7 separate regions of the Mus musculus genome follow, and regions 1, 2, 4, 5, 6 and 7 are each linked to region 3. The links are chromatin contacts, called in public Hi-C, HiChIP or PLAC-seq and promoter capture Hi-C maps. All regions are on one chromosome and are shown on one strand. Each heading gives the region's core, a stretch centred on a gene start, on an enhancer-like site or on the middle of the called end of the contact. The rest is flanking DNA. Distances are from core to core; before and after follow the strand shown.

Region 1 (2,796 bases), core at 56-2,555, 1.9 Mb after region 3:
CCTCAGCACTCTTTTCTGTATCGGTCTGGCAATTCACTACAGTGTCTTACAAAGCTCCAGCTCCTTTAGCCAGCCATATCCCTGATAGTTTAGAGGGGAGCTGGTAACTGGGTCCCCACTGGTCCCCACTCCTGTACCTTAAGCATCAGATCTGTTTTCTGTCAGGAGCAAGAGCCTCATTTCTAAGCTCAGGTTAGCCACCAACTTCATTTTTTTTTTCTTTCTGGGCTACCTGATTGCTGCGACTACAGCTATGATCCACCATTCCCACTGAACAGTTTTCATTTTGTTTAAAATCCACAATCTACCAAAACCATTTGAAAGATGACACCAGGACTCGCTAGAGTCAAATTTAAGGTACCCTGTTGCATACTTTAGAAAGGGGCTCCTTTCTAGCCAGTCACAGTCACCGTGAGGTAGATCCCGGATTGGAATCCAACTTCTGGTGCTACCAAAGTCGTGGCTGCAGCTGCTACCTCAAGTGACCTCCGTTTAACCTCTGTGGAGGGGCGGGGGCGAGGATGGTGAAGCAGCTCACCTCAGGTCAGACTGCAGGAGGCACCCTCCCTCCTATTCACAGGCTGAGCCTCTCCCCTTCCAAGGGGCTTTTGCTTGCTTTCCTTTCTCTACAAGAGTGCGCTCCTAGTGTGCCAGTTTGATATGGTGGCGCTCGTAGTGTGCCAAACTGATGTGGTGGTGTCAGGACCATTGCAGATATCTCAAGATGCGAGGGAAAAAAGTGGTTTAAAGATAATAGCACATCTGATTTGAGGCGGAAAATGAGTTGTAGTCCCTCAACCTGGAGAAAACTTGTTGCTTACTACAAACAACTCAACACATCCTCTCTCTCTCTCTCTTTTCTTCTCTGCATTTTAAGTCCACCTTTAAGGTTCTCTTCTCTGCTTTTTTAGTTGGGAATCCCCTATTCCCCTCTCCTATTTTGTACCTATTCCCTCTCACATCTTCATTTTTCTCTTTCTTTTCCTTGAAACAGGGGACTGCTACTGGGACCTTGAAGATGGCTCCTCTATATCTCAAGAGAAAGTTATAGGTGGCATTGCCCTGGTTGAGGGGTGTAAGAACTGGCGCTAGCCGCCTGGATGGGGTGAAAAGGTCATCTTGCTCCTTCCACACCCTCTTGCAACCTGTGGCAAGTTGTTACAATGTTTTCACCAATGTCCACGCTCCCCATTGGCGCCCCACCATGCATCCCCATTGGTCATGGTGGCAGTGACAGGGCTGTGATTGGTTCGCAGCCTGGGGTACCAGGTCAGTTTTTTACCTGAGGCAAGAGCCTCTCTTCTTATTCTGCGACGGGCAGTCGTGAGTGACTGACTCGTCAGGGCTTCGTGCAGTTTCCTGCGTGTTCCACAAGTGTCGAAGGTGCATGGTTCACCGTGGTGGCCTTAAAGGTAAGTACTCTCCTACCGTTTGTGTTCTGAGAGTAAAAGTGGGTGCTTGTGAATGCATGCCCTGTCAGTGGATATTTAATCTGTTTGCACAAGTTTGTGTGTATGTGTGTGTGTGTGTGTGTGTGTGTGTGTCACCGGCGACTTAAGTGCGTGTGGGTCACCCGTGACTCCTAGAGTGTATGGGGAGGGTCAGCCGCGACTCCTAGAGTGTGTATGTGTATCGCCGTAACTCCCAGAGAGTGTGTGGGTCAGCCGCGACTCCTAGAGCTTCTGTGTGGATCACCTGTGACTCCTTGAACTTGTGTGAGGGTCATCTGCGACTCCTAGAGCGTGCGTGGGGATCACCCGGGACTCCTAGAGCTTGCGTGGGGATCACCCGGGACTCCTAGAGCATGCGTGGAGATCACCCGGGACTCCTAGAGCGTGCGTGGGGATCACCCGGGACTCCTAGAGCGTGCGTGGGGATCACCCGGGACTCCTAGAGCTTGCGTGGGGATCACCCGGGACTCCTAGAGCGTGCGTGGGGATCACCCGGGACTCCTAGAGCGTGCGTGGGGATCACCCGGGACTCCTAGAGCTTGCGTGGGGATCACCCGGGACTCCTAGAGCGTGCGTGGGGATCACCCGGGACTCCTAGAGCGTGCGTGGGGATCACCCGGGACTCCTAGAGCGTGCGTGGGGATCACCCGGGACTCCTAGAGCGTGTGTGTAGGGGTTACCCGGGACTCCTAGAGAGTGTGTAAGTCACCAGTGACTGCTAGATTGTGCTTGTGGATCAACCACGACTCCTAGAGAAGGGGGTGTTACCCGCTACTCCTAGAGGATGTGTGTGGGTCACCTGCGACTCCTAGAGGATCCGTGCATCACCCGCGACTCCTAGAAAACGTGTGGTGGTCAGCTGCGACCCCTACAGCATTTGTGGGTCACTTGAGACTCCTAGAGAACGGGGGGGGGGGGAAGGGAGTGGAGAGCGGAGTCAGGGGGGAAGTCACCTGCGACTCCTAGAGGATCTGTGCTGTGTGTCCTCCTCGACTCCTAGAGCATGCATGTGTGGGTCACTTGCGACTCCTAGAGGATGTGTGGGTCACTTGCGACTCCTAGAGGATGTGTGGTTCACTTGCGACTCCTAGAGGATGTGTGGGTCACTTGCAGCTCCTAGAGGATGGGGCGGGGGTCACCAGCGACTCCTAGAGGATCTGTGCATCACCCGCGACTCCTAGAGGATGTGTGTGTGTGGGGGGGGGGTCACTTGCGACTCCTTCGGGTCACTTGAGACTCCTAGAGAATGGGGGGGGGTCACTTGCGACACCTAGAGGATGCGTGTGGGGGTCACCAGCGACTCCTAGATGATGTGTGGGAGTTGCCTACGGCTCCTAAAGGATCT
Region 2 (2,843 bases), core at 265-2,764, 1.8 Mb after region 3:
GTTAGAGTCACCGGCTGGCTCCTCCGCCCAACCACAGTACAAAGACTCTTCCCAACCTTACAGGCTGGACATACTGGAACCAGTCACCTTTGCCCAGCTTCTTCATAAGGTAGAAGATGCGCGTGGGAGCGAATCATCAAGCTGAGAGATCAGACTACTGTCTAGAGTACCAGCAGTACTCTAAGAAGAGCCACGTCATTCAAAAGAGGCAACAGCGTCCCTAAGTGCAGCTCCACAGGAACAGCACAGATAGTGGGTCTCAGGAAGTCAGACATCAGAGCAAAGGGCTCGGAGACTCTCCCCGAGTAAATTTGTCTGGTAGGGTGTGAGGAAGTTCAGGGGCAAAAGTGGTGTCTCAAAGGGGGTGAGGGGGTGGGGTGGGAGTGGAGGACTTAGGCTTCCAGTTGAAAATGGCAAAATGGTTGATATTTCATTTTTTTTTTCTTTGCAAGACCTCATTAAAATGGCACTTTCTTTTAAAGGCAAAAGGCTGAAAGGACAACAGTGGGAAGGAGACCAGCTCTGAACTTCCTAGCAACGGGAAAGGCAGACAACATGGAACTCGGCCTCCAGGTTGCATGGGAAAATTAAGTTTAAAGAAAAACACTATACTCTATCCAACTTTGAACAAGTTTAAGAATAGAATAAAGATATCAGTTTGACAAATTAAAAAAAAAAACAAAAACAAAAACAAAAAACCTTTGGTGTCCCTCATTTCTCAGTAAATCACCTGGAATTTATTCTACCAAAAGTGAATACAGCAGAAAAGAGAAAAGCCTGGGACCCAGAAACAAGAAATCTAACCTAGCATGGCGGCAAAGGGAACCCCTGGGATGAACCAAGACCCAGTTAGGTACAGGGTGTCATGTAGAAAGTAGAGAAAGCCGCCAAGGGTTTAGCGCTATTGGGAGCTGTCTACTGTCTTTGCCAAGCTCACCCAGTTCTGAAGCTGCAGAGATCATGTGAGCCTGGGAGGCAAGAGTCCCCTCCCTGCGATCTCAAGACTAAAAGCTTTCTTTCTCTTTTACTTTGAAATGGGAACACAGTGTTTCTGTTGCTCTATAACTGTTAGATATAACTTTGCTAACGGCAAAGTTTCCAATCTAGAGACACAGTCAAGATCATCGGTTGAGTTTTGAAAGGAGAGTCCAAGGCATAGGTGCCTTCCAAAGGAATGAGAAGAGGGGACCCAGGTTCCAGGAGCTACACTGGCTGGAAGCTTGGCCATGTGAACTAAGGTCCCTCCCTAGAAAGATTCTGGGTCGTGTTTCTCTAAGAGTTGCAATGCCCTGGAGGTCTGGAAGCTGGTATCAACTTTCGCACAGTAAAATCGGGACCCTCACCTGGCTCAGGCAGGGTGCGCCAGTTGTGGGTCATGTGCTCCCATGAGCAACAAGTTGTTTACACTCTTCATTTCTGAAAAGTCATAAGACACAGGCAAGTTAAAAAACGAAAGTGAAATCAGCTGAGAGTGACATCAGTCAGCACAAATGTACCAAAGTTCAGAGCTGTTTACTTGAACGCGACTGCCTGCGAGTGCAGGCAGAGCCCAGGAGCTCTGAGCTGTCTGCTTGCAGCTTCTCTCCTCTGCCCTGGTTTCTGGAGCCTGACTTTAGAAAGCAGCCCAGGAGAAGATCGACTCCCCAGACAGACGCTGATTTCCTGTGTCACCTTTTGATGAGTGTTCCTGGGCTCCAGCGTTGGTTTTTGTAAGTACACCCCCACAACTCCACAAGGGATAAGAGGTGTTTAAGTTCCCAGACTCCACATTCTAGCAACAAACCAAGGGGGGACGCTTTGCTTGGTGTCGGTGGCCTCCTCTCTCCCCAGAGAGTGATATAACCTTTCACCTCTGTCCTGCCCCCATGCTCGTAAGCATCACTGTGTGCATCTCTGCCTCAAAAACTCTGTAAATGGTTAGAAACACACAGGTAGCTGCATGCAGCCTGGTGTTCAGGAAGCTTGTACCATTAATACCTGTGGCTTTGGGACACATTGTTCTCCAGAAGTAGGCAGGCAGACAAAAACATGTCACTACAGCCAAACTGATACCAAGATTTGAAAAACACAAAGAAAAGATCTGTGTTCTTGTCCAAAAGAGAATTATAGGACATAAAAGATTTTAAGACCTGATATCAGCCCCCAAAGGAAACTCATGGAGGGGGGATTGTCCCTTGAAACAGGTCTTTCTTTTTCTTTTTCTTTTATTTTCTTTCCTTTTCTTTTCTTTTCTTTTCTTTTCTTTCCTTTCTTATCTTTTCTGGCTGATTAATAACTCCCATTACACTTCTTTAATCTGTAAAATCAAGTTGTTGGATAGGAGAGAAAAGAAAAAAAAAAAAAAACGGGGGGGTGGGGGGAAATCTTTCAGAGACAGCTGAAGTGTGTTTTCAGTATTTCCTCCTCTCTGGGTCTTCCTAATCGCAGGTCTGAGAGTCAGCGCCTGGAGCAAGGCCTCACACATCCCGTTTTCTAAGCTGCTATTTTAGTCCCCACATTATCGAATTACTAAGGCTATGGTGGCTTGCTCTATAATCTCACTTTTCACCAACAGCACGTAATTCTGGGAACATTTTAATGTGGCCTTCACTGGGAAACACCACAGGACTGATTTTCTCCACCTCTCCTCTCTCCTGTGCACCTGTCTGGGGATGCCTTGACCACCCGTGGCCTCTCCTCTCCTGTGCATCTGTCTAGGGATGCCTTGACCACCCATGGCCTCCTCTCTCTCCTGTGCACCTGTCTAGGGATGCCTTGACCACCCCTGTGCTTTTGAATTGGCTCCTAAAAGCTGCTTCTCCATTCTAACACACAACTGACCTCCGTTATGCCTGACATTGTAG
Region 3 (2,887 bases), core at 69-2,568:
AGTAGAGTGAGAATTGCTGGTCACAGACTCAAAAACTCAGTTCAACAGTCTGGGGTTTCTAATCAATAAAACTTTAATAAGTTCTTTTCAAAGTAACAAATTTCAAAGGAAAAAGTTTTCAAGCAGTTGAAATGTTTTTAAGTTTTTATTTCCTTGTAACTCTTACATAGTTAATTAAGAGTAGTTGTGTAAAAGCAGTAGACAGAAAATATAAAGTACTCTAAAACCTTCTGAAGTCATAGTGCTCTATTTACTAGATACAAGTAAGTGTACTTCCCAAAGCATGAAGCTCCAAAGTCGAGGCAAAGGAGAATATTAAAGTTGTTAGTGTGTATACTAACGCCCTAGAGGAAATTCAAGTTTTCAGTTCATGTATCAAGTACATGCAGAGGGCATTTAATAAGTCTCTATAACGATCCCTTAGAAGTTGTCTCAGTTCTACAACCTTGAAGGCCTGCAAACCGACCTCCGCCCCTAGCAGGCTGGCAGTTATAGGCCTGTATAGTCCAACTGGGTCAGGTTCATAACTTGGGCCAACAAACCACAGGGGAGGCGCCTGGGAAAACGAAATTATCAGGTGGAAGGGAAAGAGCCAGAAGCCAGAAATTAGCAGCAGGGTCAGGAATGACTTGAATGGTAATACCAGAAGAGGGGCAGGGAATAACAGAGGCAAAGAAGAGTAATCCTTAAAACACCAATTCACTCTGAGAAAGAACTGTGCGTGGAAAAGAAGGGCTTGGGTCCTGTACAGGAGGCACACGGACCAGCACAGTGAAGCAAGAGTTTTAATAAAGTCCTGCAACTAGTGAGCAAGGACGACCGTGGTGACCCGGCACCACCACCCCGGCACAGTGCATGGCTCCTGGCACACAACCAAGAACTTTCTCTGAATGGAGGTTCGGAGTCTTGAAACTACGAGCTTCTTCCCAGAGACCCAGACTTCTAGCGGGACAGCAGGGCGGGCCGAGAGCGGAGAAAGCAGGTGCAGCTGTCCCAGGCACATTTCAGCGTTGGGATCCGAGGTCAAAGGCTGCCCTCCGCCCGCCCACGGCACTCACCCGGATGCCCTTCACCACGGTGATGTTCTCGTTCTCGTCCGCCTCGAAGGTGACCCGGCGGGTGCTAGCGGTCCCGCCCATGGCTCCTGCTTCTGTCCCCGCAGAGTCTGGAGCGTGGACCTACGAGCACGTCAGGACCCACGCGCACACTTGCGCGTGAAAGCCCTGGACGCTTCTCTTGCAGGGCAGGAGCAAGGCCACGACCCCAAAAAAGAAGCAAGGAGAAGGCGCCGGTCCCAAAAGCCCGCCTCCTCCGGTCACGTGCCAGAAGTAGGCCGCTTCGGGTTAGCCCGAGAAGCAAACTGCCCGCCTCTTATCAGAAGGTGCACTAGGATTGGCTGGATTGGACCCGGATGCTATGGCAACAGGTGGTGCTTAATAGGGCTTCCGGAGCCTCTGAGAATAATGGGAATTGTAGTCTCGATCCGGAGCGATAGGTGCTGTGACAGGTCTCACTCCCTAAACTGTAAAGTGAACCGAGCATTCTGGGAGTTGTAGTCTTGACAGCCCTGAAGGCCTCCTTCTGGTCTACTTTCAAAAAAGTTGGTTCACCCAACCAGCTTGTTTTGCAGTTGACTCTAGAACCTTAGGTAAGTTAGGTAAATACAGGCTCTCAAAGCTAGATATGGAAGATGCACTCCCCTAAACAAACAACTTGTATATTCCAATTCACAAACCTGTAACAACTAAACTTAGCATTTTGCCACTTAGTCTTTTAAAGGGGCCGAGACTACATATGCCTATGTTCCTATCTTATGACTTTGGTATTTGTCAGTCTGTATGAAATGCAACTTTTAATGTAGGGCTTTCAAATCTACATGCAAAAATGCACAGGAAAAATTATTTACACAAAGATACAGACAGAACACTGCTTCTCGTGTTTGTGTCTCTTATTCACTTACATAAGTTAGATCACAGGATGATTAGACAGAGGAAAATGGTCCGTTCATGGAGGAGTTATAGCAGCGTTAGACAAAGTAGAGATGATCTGTTTTGGAAAGTTTCTAGCTTGGTACTTTACCTCCAAGAAGTCTAAAAATGTTAGGATAACCACACACACAGTTTCAGTTTTGTTGTTATTTGGTTATTTGGTTGATTTTAGGGTTTTTTTGTTTTGCTTTTTTGTTTGTTTGTTTGTTTGTTTGCTGTCAAACACTGTTGCTAAAAGTACAGTATGATCTTAGATTTATGGAGCCAGAGAAATACCCTTTCATTTAGAAATTAGATGGATGGGACTACTGATGTAGCTCAGTTGTCTATGCAATGCCCCAGGCCTGAGCTATGTGAAGGAGGAGAAAAAACAAGAGGGAAGAAGAAGAGTGGGGCAGAAGGGGGATGGGAGGGGAGGGGACAGAACTAGCTGAACAAAAATACCTTTTTCAATTTGCCCTTCTCAACATTAAAAGACAGAGAATACAGCATACCATGGCATCCTCCTAGGCCAAAGGGATCCACAATGTTGAAGAAATATTTTTGAGCTTCAGTTATTTGTCAGCATGTCAGAATCTGTAGCGCAAGACACTATGTCCCTCCCGCTGCTATATCCCAGCATATAGCAGCAGTGCCCTTCATCTCATTGTGTCGTTCTTTTCAACACATGTGCTCTAAATCACATGATATTCTCCTGCAGTTCTGAAACTGCCTGCCCCTGTCTGCGTCCTCCCATTACATCACAGTTGAGCTTGCTTCTCTTGAGAACCCAGATACACAGGGATTGCCGTTCCTTACATCGGGTCCTCCCCATCCATAAACACAATCACCTCACTTCCTACCCCATAGACGGCGTGTATTGAAGGGTGTTTCATAAAGCAGTTGCTCGGTCTATATTT
Region 4 (2,797 bases), core at 117-2,616, 1.5 Mb before region 3:
CCACAGCAGCAGAGTCCCTTCCCCGCTTGGGCGGTCACCACTGTACTTCCGACTCTGGAAAGCCTCCCTTCGCTACTTTCTCCCTGCAGCTACCTGCTCAAGATAGGCTACTCCGTTTATGAAACCTGCCTCTCTCTCCTGGGCTGAGTCTCTCAGCTGTTTGGCAGGGACTTTGGGACACCTGCTCTGGTTATGTTTGCAGACACTGCCTGACCTCTCAAACAGAAAGTAACATTCCACCTTCAGAAAGAAGGTAGTGGGATCGTCTCCAAGCTGGGTCTGATGGGAGATGGGTGCCCGAGGTATTACTAAGACACAACTCAAACCTCATTTGTGAAAGAAATTTCTTGTTTACACAAAGGGGTGGGAGGGGCCCACCATCCTGGCCATGCTCTGAGAAAGAATCCGGTCCTTTGGCAACATGAAGGCAAGGACCCCACTGAACCAGGCTCTGGGACCCTGGAAGGAGCGCTTATTCCACCCGTCCCGGGACAAGCTTAAGAAAAAGCGCTTGCACAAGAAGTACGCTACACGCGTGGGCATTTAGGGATTTGAGGTCAGTTTCAGGGGCTCCTTCTTGTGGTCCCTGCCCGCGGCTTTGCTTAGTTTCAACGACCTCCCAATACGGTCCCCTAGTAGCCCCAAACACGAGAAAGAGAAATCGCATTCTGGTGGTCATGCGGGAATCTGGGACCTCCCCACAACCCAAAGTTTCCCCCCCATCTCCAGCGAACCCACCAAGTGCCCCCTTTACAATCTCACAACCTCCGGCTCACTCTACACCAGTGAAGACTAGGAATAAATCCACGATCTGGCCCCGCACCTGCGGGGTTCTCCAATTTGGAGGGGGCGTGGATGGTGCCAAGGTCAGGACTCTGCGTGCGGCCACGCGGGAGAGGCTGCAAGCGGTCCGACCACGCGGTGCAGCCGGCTTCCCAGGAGCCCCACCAGGCTTGGGGCGGAGGGGAATGACCAGGGGTCCCGGCAGAGCCGCGGCTGTCCACTCACCATTATGGGAGTGAGATGCAGGCGACAGTAGCAGCAGCAGCAGCGCGGAGAGCGCCGTAGTGGGAGGCATGGTTGTGCTCGCCCGGGGACTCCGAGCAGGTGGCTGCGGCGCTGGCGCAGGGTCGCGCGTCCGGACAGCGGGAGCGTCGGCGCCGCTCCGGGAGGCCTGGCGACGGCCGCGAACTCCGGAGTCGCGATCCGGCCGCTCCTCCTGCCTACCGCAGAGCTGGGCTGGGACACGGAGCCAGCAGCGACGAGCGAAGGTGTCTGCGGCCCGGGCGGTGTCTGCGCCGCTGCGGCCCCGCGCACGTTGCTGCGAAGACTCCCGCCCCGTCCCGTCCGCGCTGGCCTCCGCCCCCTCCCCCAGGAGCTCGCCCACAGCGGCGGCGGGGTCGGGCGGGGCGGCGGCTGGGCGGGCGCTGGGCTGCGAACAATAAGCAGAGGAGGAAACTCCGCCCTGGAGCGCGGCGGGCGGGGGAGCAGGGGCTGGCGGTCCCGGGCAGTGCGTGTGTGAGTGAGTGTGTGTGTGTGTGTGTGTGTGTGTGTGTGTGTGTGTGTGTGTGTGTGCCTGTGAATCTGTGCTCACGCTGTGTATACTTGCCTGCGCGCGCGCCAGGGACCCTGTCAGACAATCAATCCATGCCGCGGATGTCCTACACATTGCTTTTGCAGGGGATCAGCCCGGATCCTCCATAATGCTACCGCCCTTACAACGCAGGCACAGGCCCCCCCAGTCTGGAAGTTCCGATAAGAACCGACCCTTCCAGGCCCCCAGACCTCAGCGCCTTCCTGCGGCAGAACAAGGGAAGCAGGTCCCCTGCCCAGCAGGTGCCTGGATCTCGTGCAGTCCCCAAGTCTGTCCTCCGGGATGAGCCCCGTACCATCTGGACGGGTTTTTGTTTTTGTTTTTGTTTTTGTTTTTGTTTTTAACCTCTCCCACCGATGTACAAATGGATGCGACTCTTTTAAGGCAAAAATTTCAGCGCTTAATTCGTGCGCGTCTGTGTTCTAAGTGCTTTGCACGTATTAATTCGCTTGCTCTTCACGGCAGTCACATTTTTAAGCCTCGTTTTGCAGACAGAAAAATAGAGTTAAAAAAATAGTTTAAAAAGTTGTTTAAGATCCCTTAGGTGGTAAATAGCAGCCTTACTTCTGAGATTAATCTGGAAAAATACTTTGCACAGAGCCCGTAATACTGTAATTGAGCCATAAGAAATAATATTGCTGAATAAAAAGCAGCAATGGAGATTTAAGGGCCTCGGCGTCAAATCCAACCTGGGCTCAAAACCTAGTTGGGCTAACTCACTCTGAGTGCTTTGATTCTTTACATACGAAGAACAAGGCTAACAACACTTCCAACAGCTGCTGAGACACTTGCTTGGGAGACGCACTTAGCGTAGGGCCAGAACCTTGAACAGCCTTAATGAAAGAAGCAGCTTTCGCTCGTGAGAAACCCATAGACCTGAGGTGGGAGATCGGAATTGGAGAATCTCATAAATGGAGAATCTCATAAACCCGAGTTTACTCTGTGAAAGGACAAAGAAGCTCGCATCCTATTCGTTTGGGGAGGCGGGGAGGCTTTGCGGGCTGCAGACTCAGTGGAGTCCCCTGCAGAGGTGGCACTCTCATCTCGGGATACAAAGCTGAAGGGGGAGGGGAGGCTGACACGGAAAGGATATGGTGAAAATTTGTCACACATGACTCCTGGGTTGCTAATCCGGAGTCTTTCTGTCAGATGAGCCTAAGTGGAGAGATTGTTCCCGGATCCCAAGGACCGTGGACCTTATGA
Region 5 (2,819 bases), core at 25-2,524, 1.4 Mb after region 3:
TTCTGGTCCATCTGCCCTCATGAAGAAGAGGAAGAACAGGTTGGCAGGTGTGTACGATTGGGCAGATTCCTTCTCCAGCTGTTCTGACCTGAGAATCCACTGGCTAAGACAAGTAGCCACACCTGAGCCATCCAGGAGGTAGAGTTTAACTTTGCTAAGCCACCATCACTACAGCACTGGGTTCACACACCATCACTCCAGCCGACAGAACTCACTGTCCTTGAGAGACGCTCTCTCAGAAAGGGGTAGCTGCAACTATCATGAGCTAAAATGCATAAATGGGACATACAGCTTGCTACAAGCAGGCCATCATGACACCAGTTCATGGTGTGTCAAGATTTTCATCCTAAATAACTGATCTGAGCACCCATTAGCTGGTCACAAACTTATTGGACTTGTTTATAGAATTAACTAGGTGAGTTCAGAAGACACTAAGTGGAACAGCTTTCAGAAACCAAGAAGGGGAATTTTCCCGTCTGCTCAGGCACACATAACATTTCTTATCTTTCTCATTCACGTTTTGACACACGTTTCAGACCTTGTGTGGTAGTTCAAGCCTGCTTAGTAGCTTCCAGCTCTGGTACCAGACCCGAGTGACAAGCTGGCATTTTCATAGGTTTAATTTCAGAAACTGTAGTGTACCATTTTCTACTTTTCTAACCTCTTCGCCCTTCTTGTACTTTTAGGATATCCTATTATTCGCTTCTCTTCTCTTCATAATGTTAGGAGAAAGTAAGAATGAGCGACTATCTGTAAATAGGACACTTTAAAGGTTTTCATTTTAATCTCTGTTTTCGACGCACAGGCGTGCCAAACAAGCTTTCGTGAGGATCTACCGGGTTCAGCCTAGGTAGGACCTGAAATTTTCCGTTAACTAGAAGAAGTATCCCTTCATCTGCTGACCCGCTTTTCACAGCAGGTGTGTTTCAATTTCGAGAACTTCAAACAGGTCTCTGGACGGCAAAGCTAGCAGCCCACAAACATTGCCCCGGCGATGCTCAGGGGTTTGGGTCTCTACGACTAAAGCCCGCCTGCCTATGTCCGAAACTACCATCTTATTGGTCTATCCGTGCGTCTGTTTCCTCATTAAACCAATCATAGCTTCCCTTCTTACCCCAGGGACTTGAGAAACCGGAAAGAACCTCCGGCTGGTCGCTGGCCAGAGGGCGGGGCCGTGAATGAGTGACAACTCTGTCTTCCAATACCCAGCGCTATCGGTTCTGACCATTTTGGCTTCTAGGCTACAAAAGAGCGTTGATGCCGGCTGTAGCGATGAATCCTCACTGGCGTCTGCAGCACGGCGTTACCGAGGACCGGCTGCTACTGGTAGTTTCCTTGCAGGTGAGTGGCTTCGTTGTAATTGTTACAGTTGTGAGGATTTCTTTTCTTTCATGAGTGGCTTGCTGTTCTATCGTGAGAAGGCCGGTTGCTACCTTGCCCGGCTTTAGTATCTGGTGGGAACCTGATGCCCGCTTCAAGCGAGACCCTCCCGAGTACCCCAGCTCTCAGCTGGCCCTTTCTCAGCGAGCATCTCTCAGGAACAGTGAGTTCTGTCGGCTGGAGTGATGGTGTGTGAACCCAGAGCTGTAGTGATGGTGGCTTAGCAAAGTTAAACTCTACCTCCTGGATAGCTCAGGTGTGGCTACTTGTCTTAGCCAGTGGATTCACTGGAAGGAAGCAGGTGTAGGGCGAAGGCAGACCTTGATCCTAAAAGTGTAAGTTAAGGGGGGAAATATCATGGAAGGCAAAGAGGTTGTTGCATATTCAGGAGTCTCAGGAACCATATTCCGGGTTCAGGGGAACACTACCCCCTCCCCAGCACACACGCGTGCACGCCCGACCACCACTATCATGGCCAAAAAGTGTCATTTCTTTTTGTGCTAAGGGGTAGGAGCAAGTATTTCACTACAGTAAGTCAAAAGAAATGCAAAATTGTAATGAAGTTTATTATTAGACTTTGCAGGATGGAGCCCCCCCCCCCAAATTAGGAAGGGTTTATAGCCCGTGAATGGGGGAAATGGTTCTAGAATATTAACTAACAGAATTCCGACGCCTTCGGGAGGAAATAAAAAGTAAATGGTTACATTTCAGCAGCAGGTACAAACGTTTCTATAATAAAAGTCGTGTTAGTTTGTCTGTAAAACTGAATTTTCACATTTTTTTAAAAGAATTGTTTATTTTATGTATATAAGTACATTGTAGCTGTATTCAGACACACCAGAAGAGGACATCTGATCACTTTACAGATGGTTGTGAGCCACCATGTGGTTGCTGGGAATTTAACTCAGGACCTCTGGAAGAACCGGCAGTGTTCCTAACCTCTGAGCCATCTCTCCAGCCCAATTTTCACATTTTTTTCAAGACTGTTTTATGTGTATGATTTTTTTGCCTGAATGTATGTATGTGTACTCTGTGTACGCCTAGTGTCCATGGACCACCCCCCCCCCCCCGGAACTGGAGCAAATGTCTATGAGCCCCCCTGCAGGTGCTAGGAAGGGAACCCAGTTCCTCTGGAAGAGCAGCCAGTGCTCCTGACCACTGAGCCATCTCTCCAGCCCAGTTTCCACATCGTTTAAAAAGGCAGAAGTTACATTTCTAAGGCCCATGCCTTTATTAAAGGCTATGTAAAATTAAAGATAATTAGACAATTTTTCACTATCATGTCTACAAGGAAACTCTCACTGTATTGACCTCTGTATGAAGTCTATAGCAAATAAAAGTGTCCGGCTTCAAGGACATATTCTTTTGTGCCCATATTTAAACTGAACCAAACTAACCAGATCATTGTAAAAAAAATATTTTTTTAAAGGAGAGTATAG
Region 6 (2,700 bases), core at 32-2,531, 1.7 Mb after region 3:
GTGATTCTAGTGGTACAAGCCAAGGGAACACATTTGGTGACGGACTTGCAGGCAGAGAGTCCCAAGTGACCAAATGGTACCCCTTAGCAGAAACTGGGAGTGGGTGCCCTCTGTTGTCCTATAGAGCCACTAAGTTTTAATTATGAGAACTCCACGCCGATGGTCTCATTCATCTTACTTACCCCTGAACGGCCCCACATATAAACAGAAGTAGGGTTATGTTTCTGTTCTTACATATCCACAGGAGCAAGTAAATTTCGGTACTGGAGCTTTGAGGATACCCTCAAACCAGAGAGTCTCTGAGCATTGTCTCCGTTAGTGATATACACATGGCATAAAACCAAGCACAACTAACTATGAAGACTAGTTTTCAAACAAGTGTGATCAATGGCACACTTCATTTCCTCAGGCCAATGCCCAAAGAAACAGAAAGTCTCAAGGTCTGACACAAACACATTCCCAGAAAGTTAACAAATCTAGAGATGCTAACCCATTTCCATGCTGAAACTGAAGCGCTTAATGCGAACCATGAGGGCACTGAACACCTCCTCATTCTTTTTGTCTATATGGGTTTTTCTTTTATTAACTTTACTTGGAAAACTGTTCCAACTGTATTATCCACCAAAGTGAAAAGTGACCAACAAATCAGGGTTAAATATACACACACAAACACAGATCCTAAGACTGCTGTGGGGGTCTTATTGACTTAAATAAGGCAAGGTGGGAGATTTGCTTTGTGAAAGTGTTGGCTAACAAAGAATTTCTAAGCTGATGAAATTTTTGAGAATTTACCCTTATACATATAACCATGACTCCTCCAAATCAAGTATTTTAAGTCTCACTTCCAGAATAAGAATGAATTATAATTGTGCAAAATAGAACTCAACCTTTTAACTTCAAATAAATTAGTTCATTTTTATTAATAAGGTTCAGTTCAGAAAATTAACTTGCCCGTGGTCATCAGGTTGTTAAAAGTCAAGGGGGGCTCTAGACACAAGCCTTAAACTGTATGTTCTACTGCCTTCTCAGCGCAGGCACCTAGCAAACAAGTTATAGTCACTCAGAACAAACTGCAGTCGCATCTTCCCCAGTGCTAAACTCTCCCTCCTGCAATGCTCAAACCGGTCCATACCATAAGCCAAGCCAGGAGTTCCCATCATCCCCTAGCATCAATGTCTCCCGCCAAAAACCTCACCACCTTCACAGCTGTCCCTAGGAAGAAATCACTAAAGCTCCCCAAAGTCTCGCGAGAGTACAGCCGTTGCCCTGGCAACAAGCGGCCTGCTCTCTCAGCGACCGCTGAATTTCGATGGCATTTGCTCTGACCCTGTCGTCGCCCGGTGCCTGGGGGACATCCTAAAGTATTCTCCCGGCAGGGGTGGGACGACCGGCGGACTTGAAGAGGCCCAGGGAACGAGGCGGGCGGCGGACGCGCCGCTTAGGCAGCGGGGAGCGGGGGAAATGCGGCCCTCGGCGCGGGACGGCGCGGGGCCCGCGTGAGTGAGGAGGCTCCGCGCGGGTCCCGCCCCGAGAGAAGGCCTGGCGCGGCCGCACGCCCCCCGCTCGCCGCTTCGGGCGCGGACCGGCGTCCGCGGGCTTCCGGCGCCTAGCGCCTGCACGCCTCGTCCGCGCACGTAAGGAGCTGCCGCCGGGCGTCCCGGCGGGTTGTCGTAATTTCGAGCCGTCATCCGGGGCTGAAGCTTCGGTCTCCGCCCCGAGATGTCACCTAGAAACCGCTCTCTCGACTGCAGTTGGCGTTTATGATGAAGCTTCGCGAGGCCTTCCGCGCCGTCCGCGCCCCCGAACGCGCTCGTCTGTAGACGTCAACCGGGGGCTGAGAAGGTGTTTGTCGGCGGTGGTCAAAAGGCTCGCTTTTAGAGAGAACCAAACACCAGTAGTTGTGAAATTGGTAAATTCTTTTGGTGTCCTCCAAAGTGTAAAAGCTTGGCAAGGATGATTTCATTGCAAATAAGAAAAGAGGAAACGTATACCTAAAACTGTATTATCCCCAAAGGCACAATCACTGGCATGTGTAGCAGGAGGAAAATGTCATTTTAGTAAAATGCCAATTTCAGGCTTGCCTAGAAGCAACAGTGGTCATCTCCAGCCGGACCTTCTGGTAGCTATTCCAATACAAATGGTGTCATTGGCTTTAAAAGTTAAATATACAGTAATGATCACGGTTAAAGAGAAACTTAAGTTATACACACTGAAGCTCGGGTCAACTGAAAGTTCAAGAGAAAGGGGAAAGTTTTTACACTATTGCTACATTTTATTGTCTGAATAATTATAACTTTTCTTGTGTACTTTTTAATGCGTGAAGACAATCCCCATTTACTATTGCAGTGTAGTGTTTAGTTATGAATATAAAATGTAAATGGCCTGGCTATATACTGTGGAAGTTTTTCAACTAAATTATTTACGTGATTTGTCTCTCTTGTTTCAACAGATTTTTTAAGTTTTATTTTTGTTCATAAAACATACTGACAGGTTATAAATATATCCCCCTTCATCTCTTCTAAAATTCACACCCCCATTCCATATCCACTCATCATCTTAAATTTTTTATTTAATTAAAATATAATTACATCATTTATCCCCCTTCCAACCCTCTCAGATACATATCCTCTTTTGCTATTTATTATCATTGTGTGTTTAAATAAATATATAAATGCAACTTGCAGAAGCCTATTGAATATT
Region 7 (2,700 bases), core at 34-2,533, 1.7 Mb before region 3:
TTACCTCAGGGGTCATTACCTCAGGGGTCAATACCTCAGGGGTCATTACCTCAGGGCTCATACTCATTCCCAACAAAGTCTTAAACACTGAGTATACTTGTGGTCTAGCTGACATTGCTAGTGGTATCATAGTAGAGGCTACTGCTAAAATTTCACCAATGGAAACGAAGCCAATAAAGAATTGGAGAGATTTGATGGGCCGGTTAACGATCATAATCAAAAAGAGTAAAACTATTGGATCATTTATTGAGATACTCTTTGCTTGAGTTTTTAATATCCTCTGGTTGACACAATGATGCAATCCAAACTTCCAGGAGTCCAACCTCTTAGGCAGGGAGTGACACGATTTTGGGTGATGCCGCTAGGTAAGCAAGGGCATATTTATAACCCTGACAAACAGGTACTAGACAGGAGCATTATCTAACTTTGCCACCTATTTAGGCCAGATGTTCCTTTTGTGATAAAAAGCTGGAATGATGCCTGCTGTCAGGCTTCATGAACAGTATGTATGTTGGAGGTGGGTGGGGTGTACTCATTATTCCTTCTGAAGAAGACGCGATCTTTTCTCAAACATCTCTCTCTTTCCAAACATTTGGGCTAAATTTATGTTAAAATTCAAAGCAAGCAGATTTAATGCCGGAGACAAATGATGGCACACAACTTTCCAACTCTGAGCATCTTCCTGGTATGTGGGCGAATGTCATTTCTGGGTACAACGATGCCATCAGAATATTAGTAAGAGAGGCCGACAAGAAATGTTTACAGACTGATAGCAGAACACACTAGCTGTTCCTTTATCTTGCCTCCACCTGACCCTTGAACACGGTGACAAGGACATTTTTACCCCAGGTCAACTGCAGAGACAAAGGCCATACGTTATTATTGCACTTCAATTCTCCTCACCTCTGTTTCCGGAGAGGATTTATAAACAGGCTAGAGCAGTGGTTTCCAAAGTAGGAAAGATGGAAAGATATTCCCTTCCCAAGCTCATCGAATTTTCCCTTCCTATTCTAGGAGACGTTTCTTTCTTTTTTTTTTTTTTTTCAAAATGTCCTTGGCTTTGTCTTTACCTGAGCTTGTATGAAAAGTCCTCTGTGCCACTCCTCTGCCAGCCTCACAGGAAAGGAAAGCCTCCCTGGGAGGGTCAGCTAGGAAAGGACAGCGTGGGAAACCCGAGGAAGCGGCCTCCAAGCAGCCAGTGCCGGCCCTGCGCGGTCGGGTTCCCGGCGCGGCCCCTTTAAGAGCAGGCCCCGTCCCCGCCCTCCTCCTGGCGGGGCTGGCGCTCGGTGGTGGCCGCTACGGTGCTGACAAGATGGCGGCTGGCGGGGCTGTTGCTGTGGCGCCGGAGTGCCGGCTTCTGCCCTACGCGCTGCATAAGTGGAGCTCCTTCTCCTCCACCTACCTTCCCGAGTAAGTGCGGGGCCCCGCGCTCGAGCTGTCGGAGCCGCTCGGTGAGAGCGCGGCCCGCCAGAGCGTGCGGTGTGGGGAGCGGAGCCGAGAGAGGCCCAGGCGGGGCCTGTGACGGGGAACGCGCGGCCTCCGGAGCTTCTCAGTGCGGCGGCCGAGTGCTCCGGCCTGGCGGGCCGAGGCCGGGCTGAGGGCCCGGGAGCGAGCTCCGGGTGGCGGCGGCGAGGCGGGCTTGCGCAGCGGGAGGTGAGGCGGAGCGGAGCGGGGCTCCGGGCCCGGGCCGCGGGCGAGCCTCCCCCGCCGTCGGAGGTGGTCAGGGCGACGACGGGGGCCCGGTCCTTCCCGGACGGCTCGGACAGCGCCGGAGTTCCTGAGCCCGCAGTAAAAGTGCTTAGCTCTGCACGAGTGGCGAGAGAAGTTGGGGAGTCCATCCGCACCCTGGCGAGAACTTGGAGGACTGGCAGAGGGGTGTCTTGGCTTTTTTTGGACGGGGGGGGGGGCTGGAAGTTCTGAAAAAGATAGGGAAGGAGGGCAGGTCTGGGGGCGTGCGGCTTGCCCGAGGGCACCACCAAGTCAGCAGAAATGGCCTTAGGAACACAACGAGGAACGGGTGCAGTTTTCCGTTGCTATTCGAATAAAATTGCTACATCTCCGGAGTGTCCTGAACAGGGAGTGTGTTCCATTCGTATTTTTAAAATTCCTCCCGTTTGTTCAGATTGGATTTCTCGAGTCCAGTCGGTCAGGACTCTGGAAGTTGAAGCTGCGGGTGAAGAGTCAGCCTCCGCGGACTGCCCACCTGCCCTCCTCCTAGTCACCAGGTCAAGGGTTGGCACTGAAGCCTTGTAGCTCCCGCCCAATGAAGGCTGACCTGTGGTCTGATCTGGCCGGTTGTGGCCTGTTGATAGCTGGTACATGGCCACATCTCTGATTGATATTGGAACCCAGCTTTTAATTTGAGGGTGAGCTGGATAAGCACCGACCTTCATTTGAAGTGGACTTGTGGCTGTTCATTCTGTAAACCTCTGTTTTTTTGTTTTTTGTTTTTGTTTTTTTTTGGTAGTTTTTTCTTTTGGAGGTGTGTGTGTGGTTGTTTGTTTTGGAGGCCTTTTTAAGGTTGTTTGTTTTGACTGACTCCTTTGAATCTGAAGATAACATTTTTTTTTGTGTCTAGGTTAGAGAGTTGGTGGTGTGTCACTAACTACCTCGAATGACTTTTTCCACCCCCAGGTCTTTGGTTAGATAACTTACACTTTAGGTTGTCTGCCATCGCTTTACCTTCTGGTGTAGGCATGA

What was found. Promoter capture Hi-C pulls out the DNA fragments that hold promoters and counts their contacts. A called contact is a pair of places that touch in the nucleus more often than the background predicts. HiChIP or PLAC-seq counts read pairs in DNA pulled down with a chosen protein or histone mark. Capture Hi-C pulls out chosen DNA fragments and counts their contacts.
Region 1: a promoter capture Hi-C map of pre-B cells shows a contact between it and region 3, with 4 times the contacts expected there. The contact joins the promoter of Stra8 here to the promoter of Chchd3 in region 3. A contact is called at or near these places in 2 of 39 promoter capture datasets (liver and pre-B cells).
Region 2: a contact with region 3 is called in an H3K27ac HiChIP or PLAC-seq map of double positive thymocytes, with 6 times the contacts expected there. The contact joins the promoter of Tmem140 here to the promoter of Chchd3 in region 3. A contact is called at or near these places in 1 of 39 promoter capture datasets (pre-B cells) and 1 of 115 datasets of contacts at active chromatin or transcription factors (double positive thymocytes).
Region 4: a contact with region 3 is called in a promoter capture Hi-C map of embryonic stem cells, with 3 times the contacts expected there. The contact joins the promoter of Podxl here to the promoter of Chchd3 in region 3. A contact is called at or near these places in 2 of 39 promoter capture datasets (embryonic stem cells and neural stem cells) and 1 of 484 Hi-C or Micro-C datasets (embryonic stem cells).
Region 5: a contact with region 3 is called in a Hi-C map of regulatory T cells, with 6 times the contacts expected there. The contact joins the promoter of Bpgm here to the promoter of Chchd3 in region 3. A contact is called at or near these places in 2 of 39 promoter capture datasets (liver and pre-B cells), 5 of 484 Hi-C or Micro-C datasets (CD4 T cells, CD8 T cells, natural killer cells and 1 more), 2 of 115 datasets of contacts at active chromatin or transcription factors (astrocytes and pancreatic cancer cells) and 2 of 9 other capture datasets (adipose tissue and liver).
Region 6: a promoter capture Hi-C map of liver shows a contact between it and region 3, with 3 times the contacts expected there. The contact joins the promoter of Agbl3 here to the promoter of Chchd3 in region 3. A contact is called at or near these places in 2 of 39 promoter capture datasets (embryonic stem cells and pre-B cells), 1 of 484 Hi-C or Micro-C datasets (CD8 T cells) and 2 of 9 other capture datasets (adipose tissue and liver).
Region 7: a promoter capture Hi-C map of pre-B cells shows a contact between it and region 3, with 2.7 times the contacts expected there. The contact joins the promoter of Mkln1 here to the promoter of Chchd3 in region 3. A contact is called at or near these places in 2 of 39 promoter capture datasets (embryonic stem cells and pre-B cells).

What each region holds. Positions count from the first base shown.
Region 1 is chr6:34,919,643-34,922,438 of GRCm38.p6, forward strand. It overlaps Stra8 (stimulated by retinoic acid gene 8), which reads left to right and starts at 1,306. Exons shown (of 9, transcript NM_009292.2): 1 at 1,306-1,412.
Region 2 is chr6:34,861,632-34,864,474 of GRCm38.p6, forward strand. Tmem140 (transmembrane protein 140) reads left to right here and starts at 1,515. Exons shown (of 2, transcript NM_197986.3): 1 at 1,515-1,709.
Region 3 is chr6:33,058,942-33,061,828 of GRCm38.p6, forward strand. It overlaps Chchd3 (coiled-coil-helix-coiled-coil-helix domain containing 3), which reads right to left and starts at 1,319. Exons shown (of 8, transcript NM_025336.2): 1 at 1,059-1,319. The coding sequence starts at 1,139.
Region 4 is chr6:31,562,571-31,565,367 of GRCm38.p6, forward strand. It overlaps Podxl (podocalyxin-like), which reads right to left and starts at 1,367. Exons shown (of 8, transcript NM_013723.3): 1 at 1,009-1,367. The coding sequence starts at 1,078.
Region 5 is chr6:34,475,082-34,477,900 of GRCm38.p6, forward strand. It overlaps Bpgm (2,3-bisphosphoglycerate mutase), which reads left to right and starts at 1,275. Exons shown (of 3, transcript NM_007563.5): 1 at 1,275-1,341.
Region 6 is chr6:34,779,151-34,781,850 of GRCm38.p6, forward strand. It overlaps Agbl3 (ATP/GTP binding protein-like 3), which reads left to right and starts at 1,282. Exons shown (of 20, transcript NM_001289656.1): 1 at 1,282-1,909.
Region 7 is chr6:31,397,545-31,400,244 of GRCm38.p6, forward strand. It overlaps Mkln1 (muskelin 1, intracellular mediator containing kelch motifs), which reads left to right and starts at 1,284. Exons shown (of 18, transcript NM_013791.2): 1 at 1,284-1,410. The coding sequence starts at 1,313. It overlaps Mkln1os (muskelin 1, intracellular mediator containing kelch motifs, opposite strand), which reads right to left and starts at 1,229. Exons shown (of 3, transcript NR_040300.1): 1 at 1,071-1,229.